Linked DNA regions of Mus musculus: region 1 is linked to region 2. The links are chromatin contacts, called in public promoter capture Hi-C maps. All regions are on one chromosome and are shown on one strand. The core of a region is the stretch at or near the end of the contact, and the rest is flanking DNA. Distances in the headings are between cores, read along the strand shown. Region 1 overlaps Rabgef1 (RAB guanine nucleotide exchange factor (GEF) 1). Region 2 overlaps Crcp (calcitonin gene-related peptide-receptor component protein).

Region 1 (3,272 bases), core at 581-3,080, 160 kb after region 2:
TTCGAGCTAAAGGTGTGGCCACCAAGCCTGTTGTCAATGCAGAGTTTTAGTATGCTTCTCTGTGTTTGTTTAGAGAAGGAAAGAGAGTGTAGAGGTGAAAGGAACCTTGGTGGCTACAGTTTCAGTCCCGTTGTTTTGTAGATGAAGGATGGTGAAAGGCAAACAAAACAGTGGTCTGGTTAGCTTGCTAGAGTTTTCAAAGTGAACCAGAGCTGTGGCTTCCACATGCCTCTCACTGTAGCCCAGGCTAGTCTTCAGCTCCCTGGTTCCTGCCTCAGCTGGCACAGTGCTAGGATTGTGGAAACACACCATCATGCCTGTAGGGGGTTATTTTGTGAGGTTTTGAGGTGGGGTCCCGGTCATGCTTGCCATATGGCTGAGACTGGCCTTCGACTTGAGACCCCCCCCCCCTCCCTGCCCCCTCCATAGCCTCTGGGATGCTGCTGCCATTTAGGGGTGTCATTTGCCACAATGCTCCATCACACCTGTGTCTTTAGTCCAAAGTTTCTTATCTGTAATTTTAGTTCTCATAATTCATAAAACTATTTGTGAAAGGAATCATTTTGTAAGAAAAACTGAAGTTTTTTCACTTCTACCATATTAAACTCAACTAGCTCTACCAGTGCCTTCTGTGAGGGGAAGAGAGCTTACAGAGAGGGGAGGGAACGGCGATCAACAAGCAGCTGCTGTGGCCATGCCCCCAAATGTTCTAAGATTCGGTGCTCCAAGAAAGGGCTTTCCTTCTTGCTCTTCGGGGGTGTTGTGACCCCGTGTTAGAAAGACTGTATCTTTTACTTTAAGTGTTTATGAAGAAACAGTGACATTTGGAGTTGAAGCAAGCTGCCACTGAGGTGTGTGTGTGTGTGTGTGTGTGTGTGTGTGTGTGTGTGTGTGTAATGACACTGAGGTGTGTGAGGGGAGGGATAGGCTTGAATGTGTGAAAAGTCAAGTTTGAGGTTGTTTTTGCAGTGTCAAGAGGACACCTCTGATAAAGTTGTATTACACTGTAGTATGTACAGAATATATACTACTGTGTTTATATTGTATCTACAGAAACACTGATCAGCTTGGGTTTTTCTTCTTCTGAGAAGCATAAACTACCCTTATTCTTTAAGCACTTAATTGACTTTTTAGTGAGTCTGAAAATAAAGAAGCAAGTCTAGCATAGTGATGCACACCTTTAGTAACAGCAGTTTAGAGGCAGAGACAGGCGGATCTCTGTGTTTAAGTTTAGTGGTCTACATAGTAAGTTCTAGGCTAGCCAGGGCTGCACAGTGCAACACTGTCTCTTTCTTTCTTTTTTTTGGGGGGGGGGAGGGGGTTTGTTTTTTTTTTTGAGACAGGGTTTCTCTGTGTAGCCCTGGCTATCCTGGAACTCACTCTGTAGACCAGGCTGGCCTGGAACTCAGAAATCCACCTGCCTCTGCCTCCCAAGTGCTGGGATTAAAGGCGTGCGCCACCACGCCCGGCGCAACACTGTCTCAAATAAAAAGGAAATAGAAAAAAAAAAAACAAACAGGAACACTATGCTGTGTGTTCAGAGCATCACTAATTGGTGCTGGAGACCTGATAAGCTTCAAATTCCTCCTGACTTAAGAACTACTGTGCAGCTAATTTTCTTTTATACTAGCGCCAAGTGTTTTGTGGTAAGGGGTCCAGTTGTTCATGTGTCTTGTGTATCTTTGGTGTCTAGCATGATGGGCAACATCCAGATACAGCTCAGGTGGATTTTTAAAATTGCATTGATTGGTTGATTGTGTGTGTGTGTGCTTGTAGGTAGGCATGGGTATTTAGAGGTCAGAGGATGACTGTCAGGAGTCTGCTCTCACCTCTACCATGTGGGGCTCAGGGATCAAATTTGAGTCACCAGGCTTGGCAGCAAGTGCCTTTATCCATCGGGCTACCTCTCCAGGTGTTTGAAGGAATCTCTACTGGCCTTTGACTCCAGGTTATAAAACTTACTATTTATGTCTGAAGTCACATACTCTAGCTTTACGACAATACTCAGATAAATTTATTAAATACAACGTAGGGAACGGTTCTTGGAGATTTGAAATGCACTTAGATTAAGGTGCACTTTGAATTCTTCAAATGTGTTTGCAAACCTTTACCCCACTTAGACTTTGTCTATCACTCTAGTGCCTCTTCAGCATGCTACGTAAGCCCTGCTTGTAGGGGCCACCCCACTGACCCGGCTGCACTGGGCTGTGTAGGAGCCGCCCCACTGACCCGGCTGCACTGGGCTGTGTTCCTGGGCATTGCACAGATTGTTTTCTCCCACGTTGCTGAGGCCTAGAACAGTGACACACTCCTGCTTCTGTCCCATGTGGATCGTTCCTGTTGTTTCCAGTCCTAGTTAATGCCAGAGTTGAACAACCTGTTCTGTGTGAGGGCCAAGACAAGAGAGTTGTTTTCAGAACTGTGTTAAATGCCTTCCCCAGCTATTTGTTCTCTGTTAGGAAACACTTTATTTGCATTTAGGTTTTTAAAAAAATTCCTGAACATTATTACTTCTGGCTGAAATTTCAATGCTTGCATATTTCAGACCCACCACAATATTGCATTATATAATGCTTTAACCATCCAACAAAATTTTATTTGCTAATTTTTTGAAGCTTGTTAATTTTATCTCCAGTTTTAAAAGCAGAGTTAGTTTAGTAAAGATATTTTGAAATAGATTTTAGGCTTAAGGATGGGGTGGAGCACTCCGGAAGAAAGTAAGCACCCTAAGAGGCATGCGTGGGCTGTGGGGGCTCTAATGGGAGAGTCACTCAGTTTTTCTTTTTTACGACTTACTTTTTTTAATGTGGGTATTTGCTCTAGGCCAGAAGAGAGGATTGAATCCCCTGGCATGGGAGTTACAGGCAGTTATGAGCTGCGACGTGGGTGCTGGGAACAGAACTCCACCCTTCAAGTATTCTTAACCGCAGAGCCATCTTTCCAGCAACCACCTCTTTTCTTTTTAATTACATTATCACCTATTGGGTTTCCTTTCTTTTGAGGCAGGGTCTCACTCTGTAGTTCACTCTGACCTTGAACTTGTAATCCCTTGACTGCTGAGGTTCTAACCATGTAATCCTACCACATCTGTCTCTGTGATTGAATATGTGTCACTGAACCTTGTCATAGTCTTCAGGATGTATGTTGTCACTGTACTGAGAAGAGCAGGCACATGATTGACGTAACATCCTTGCATGAATCGCTGCTGTAATCTCGCAGGATTGGGAGATCTAGGACAGGATCAAGTTTGAAGCCAGCCTAAACTACATAAT
Region 2 (3,419 bases), core at 227-2,726:
GTTTACAGAAGCTAAAAGCACAGGCTGAGGGTTTGCATTAGGAGAAAGCCTTCCCATGTCTGCAGATCAGTGCTGATGTTGATGACTTCCAAAAGTTGCTCTGTAAACCACTGTCTGTCTGCTCGGCTTTTTGGTGTTTGATGGTAGTGGGGATCAGACCTGGGCCTCGCACATGCTAGGTGGATATCGCTGGTCCAGCTCTCCGGAAGCTTTGTCCTATTGCTCAGGATGACCATAGCTCACACAGTATTAAGCTCACTTCTCTGCCTCTGTTCTCTAAAGAACGCTGAACACAAAAATCTAAATCCTGTGTGTGTTGCCCTTGGAGGCCACAAGAGGACATCAGATCCTTTGGAGCTAGAGTTCCAGGGGTGTGTGTGTGTGTGTGTGTCTGTGTGTGTGTGTGTTGCCCTTGGAGGCCACAAGAGGACATCAGATCCTTTGGAGCTAGAGTCCAGGGGTGTGTGAGCTGCTTAATGTGGGTGCTGAGATCTAAACCCTGGTCCACTGCAGAGTGGCCAGTACTCTTACCTAACCACTGAACCATCTTTCCAGCGCCCCCTCTGCGGCCTTCATCCCCTCCCCTCCCTTTTTTGAATGACTCCGTTTTGCTAGAACTCCTGGTTGTCCATTCATTTCACGACAGCTTACTTTAGTTTCATGTTGTAGTAGTATCTTTGATAATTCTAAGATCCTTGTTAGCATGAGTTTGCTATCTCTCCATTTCCTTTGAAAATAAGTCATATTTTCCTGGTTGAAATAACTTTGTAAATTGTATCTTGGGCCTTTTGCATATTATATTCAGATAGTTTAGGCTGGCAATCCTATGAGAAGCCTCTGTTAAGGTGGCTCTTGTTTTGTAGAGTGTAGCCAAACCTCTGAGGGTTTTCATGGTTATCACTGACTATGGCAGTTCCTTTTAAAAATTATTGTAATTATGCAAATGTCTGTATGTGGAGAAGTTCAGGTTAGTGCAGATGGCCCAGGAGGCCAGAGGCAAGGGCTCCCGGGAGCTGGAGTTACAAGTGGTTGTGAACTGTCTGACCTGAGTTCAGAGAACTGAACTTGGGTTCTTTGCAAGAGCAGTGCCCTCTCTGAACCCCTGAGCCTTCTCATGATTGATTTTCAAGTCCTTTCTCAGGTGTTTGTGTGAACTATCTGGATATGGTCCCTGTGTCCTTTCCATGGTGGAGAACTGCTTGGCATGGCTAAGGCTCTGGGTTCCTTCACCGGTATTCCCTCCCACCCCCCAAGAGTGGGGGGAGTTGGAGAAAGGGACGAAGAAGCCTATAAAATAGGAACTGTCTTGCAAATTGATTCAAAATTGGTTGTAATCTACATAGGAATAAAGCACACTTCAGTAATCAGAGGATTATTGGCTCCCTTCCCCTTTTGCTGCCTTCAGACTAATTATTTATCAAGGCTTATGTAACCTTTTAAATAATATTGGGCAAGAGCTCCTGGCAGTGCTGCACAATGGCCAGGAGAGGGACCCAGCAAGCTTTTTTCACGGTGGCTGGCTTCTACCTCTTGGCCTGTGTGGCTGGTGAAGGGGCTGCATGCCAGCTAAGATGGCCAGTGTATTTTAAGACAGAAACCGTGTTTAACAGAGGAACTGCTGGCATGTTCTTTACGTCTTTATTTGATCTTGAAATCATCTTCTGTTTTGCTCCAGGGCTTATTACTTTGTGTAGTTATCTTCCCCGCTGGAGTCCGTGGGGGCAGGCCAGGAGCCGTGATTTATTGACTTGGTAGATTTCATCATAATACAGTTGGAGATCAACTCCGAGTCACTCTGGCACTGGGTGTTAAGTAATTTTGTATTTAGTGTGTTACCCGAGTCTCCACCCAAAACTGATTCTTGAATATTTTAGATTCGCCCTGCACTCTTTGCTTCTCAGTATCCGACTAGTAGCCTCCGTTCCTATCCTGAGATCACCCCTGTAAGGCACACAGCTATGTAGAATGACCCTTGCTCTCGCAGGCCAGCCCAGTGAGCTCTGCAGTCATACCGAGCATCTTCTGTTCTGCACACATTGCTCCAGGGGTTTGACACCATGTTTTTAGGACATGGACCTCAGACCAGCCAAGCTCAAGTACAGATGGTAGAGTCTCAGGTTTCCCTAGCTGTCTTCCCAGATCTGCTCTCAGAAGAGAAAAGCCTGCTTCTTCCCTCCTCACAGTTCCCCTACACTTCTCTTACAAGCCAGGGCTTCCCTTCCCTTCCTTTAGCTTGCCCTTCAGATTACACTTGCGCTGTGCCAGCCTGACTCTCTCAGCGCTGAGGTGGAGGGGACGTAGTGGAGAGGCACTGGGTGTCAGGTTAGGGGTACTGTTTTGTTCATGGTCAGATGAAGGGAGGCTCGGGTGCTGCTGAGGAAGTGCTGCTTGCTAGGCAAAGTCTGCAGTTGGGGATTGGCCTGAGGCTTTTCTGTGTCAGTCTGTAGTTTGTGATCGTTTCATGAAATGAAGACATTTGAAGATAGACTTCTGAAGGGCAGAGTTCAGAGGATTCTTGGGGATGAACTAGAAAAATTCAACTTCATACCAAGACCTTTGGGAGGACCCTGGCTGGAAAGATTGGACAGAGGTTGAGAGTACTTGTAGCTCTTGCTGAGGACCTGGGCTAAGTTCCTAGTCCCCAGAGGATTTGTACCTTCTGGACTTCCTGGGAATAGCATGCGTGTATGTAAGTGTATTGTCTGGTGTCCATGGCGGGAAGAGGAGGGTTTCAGTCAGGTCCTTGGAAGTAGGAGTTATAGACAGTAGCCTTCATGCACGCACTGGGAACCGAACCTGGATCCTCTGCAATAGCTCTTACTTAAGGAGCCATCTCTCCAGTCACACGCTTTCAGTCTTGTAAGAGATGTTTTGCTTGTACTGAAAAGTGGAAGGGTCCAGAGGGTGGAGCTGCTGTCCTGTTACCAAGACTCAAGGTAGTGGTGAGAAGGGCACATAAATACAGGTGCCCGGGAGCTGAGTCTTGCAAGTGGGTGAGAGGTGAGGGGTGGTGCCCAGATTTCTGACTCTAGGTCCTTGTAGACTAGAAGTAGAGTGAGGAGCTAGTGTGCTGGAAAGAGTAGTCACAGTAGTTTTAGATGTGCTGGTTTCAAAGCATCTGGTGCATCTACGTGGAGACGTGGCAGGGGGAGGGGCACATGGCTACAGAGGTCTGAAGCTCAGCTCACAAAACTCGGAAACATGAATTTCTCCATCAAAGCTTGTAGTAGCTCTTGAGATTGTGCCGTTTGTCTGAGGAAATCCCTAAGAGGATTTGGAGGGGAGGATGACAGACACAAAGAACAGTCAGAAAGACAAGTGGTCAACAAAAGAGTGACGCTGTGATCCATGGGAGGAGACTGAAGGAAGCAGTGGCTGGCGGTGGCCATCAGAGGTTGGTTAGGACACTCAGTTCATAC

What was found. Capture Hi-C pulls out chosen DNA fragments and counts their contacts.
Region 1: a contact with region 2 is called in a promoter capture Hi-C map of adipose tissue. The contact joins two enhancer-like sites. A contact is called at or near these places in 14 of 39 promoter capture datasets (the 3T3-L1 cell line, 3T3-L1-derived adipocytes, the C10 cell line and 9 more), 3 of 484 Hi-C or Micro-C datasets (bone marrow-derived macrophages, liver and myocytes) and 5 of 9 other capture datasets (adipose tissue, embryonic stem cells, liver and 2 more).

Annotation. Positions count from the first base shown.
Region 1 is chr5:130,198,556-130,201,827 of GRCm38.p6, forward strand. The region is part of intron 4 of Rabgef1 (RAB guanine nucleotide exchange factor (GEF) 1); the gene reads left to right. Among named protein-coding and RNA genes, the nearest start is that of Tmem248, 22 kb to the right of the region's middle. Within about 2 kb of position 1,831, at least 20 of the 459 cell types and tissues checked have an H3K27ac peak or open chromatin away from gene starts, as enhancers often do. A contact at or near this core is called in 3T3-L1-derived adipocytes, adipose tissue and liver, where this site is marked.
Region 2 is chr5:130,042,860-130,046,278 of GRCm38.p6, forward strand. All of the region lies in intron 4 of Crcp (calcitonin gene-related peptide-receptor component protein), which reads left to right. Among named protein-coding and RNA genes, the nearest start is that of Crcp, 15 kb to the left of the region's middle. Within about 2 kb of position 1,477, at least 46 of the 459 cell types and tissues checked have an H3K27ac peak or open chromatin away from gene starts, as enhancers often do. A contact at or near this core is called in 3T3-L1-derived adipocytes, adipose tissue and liver, where this site is marked.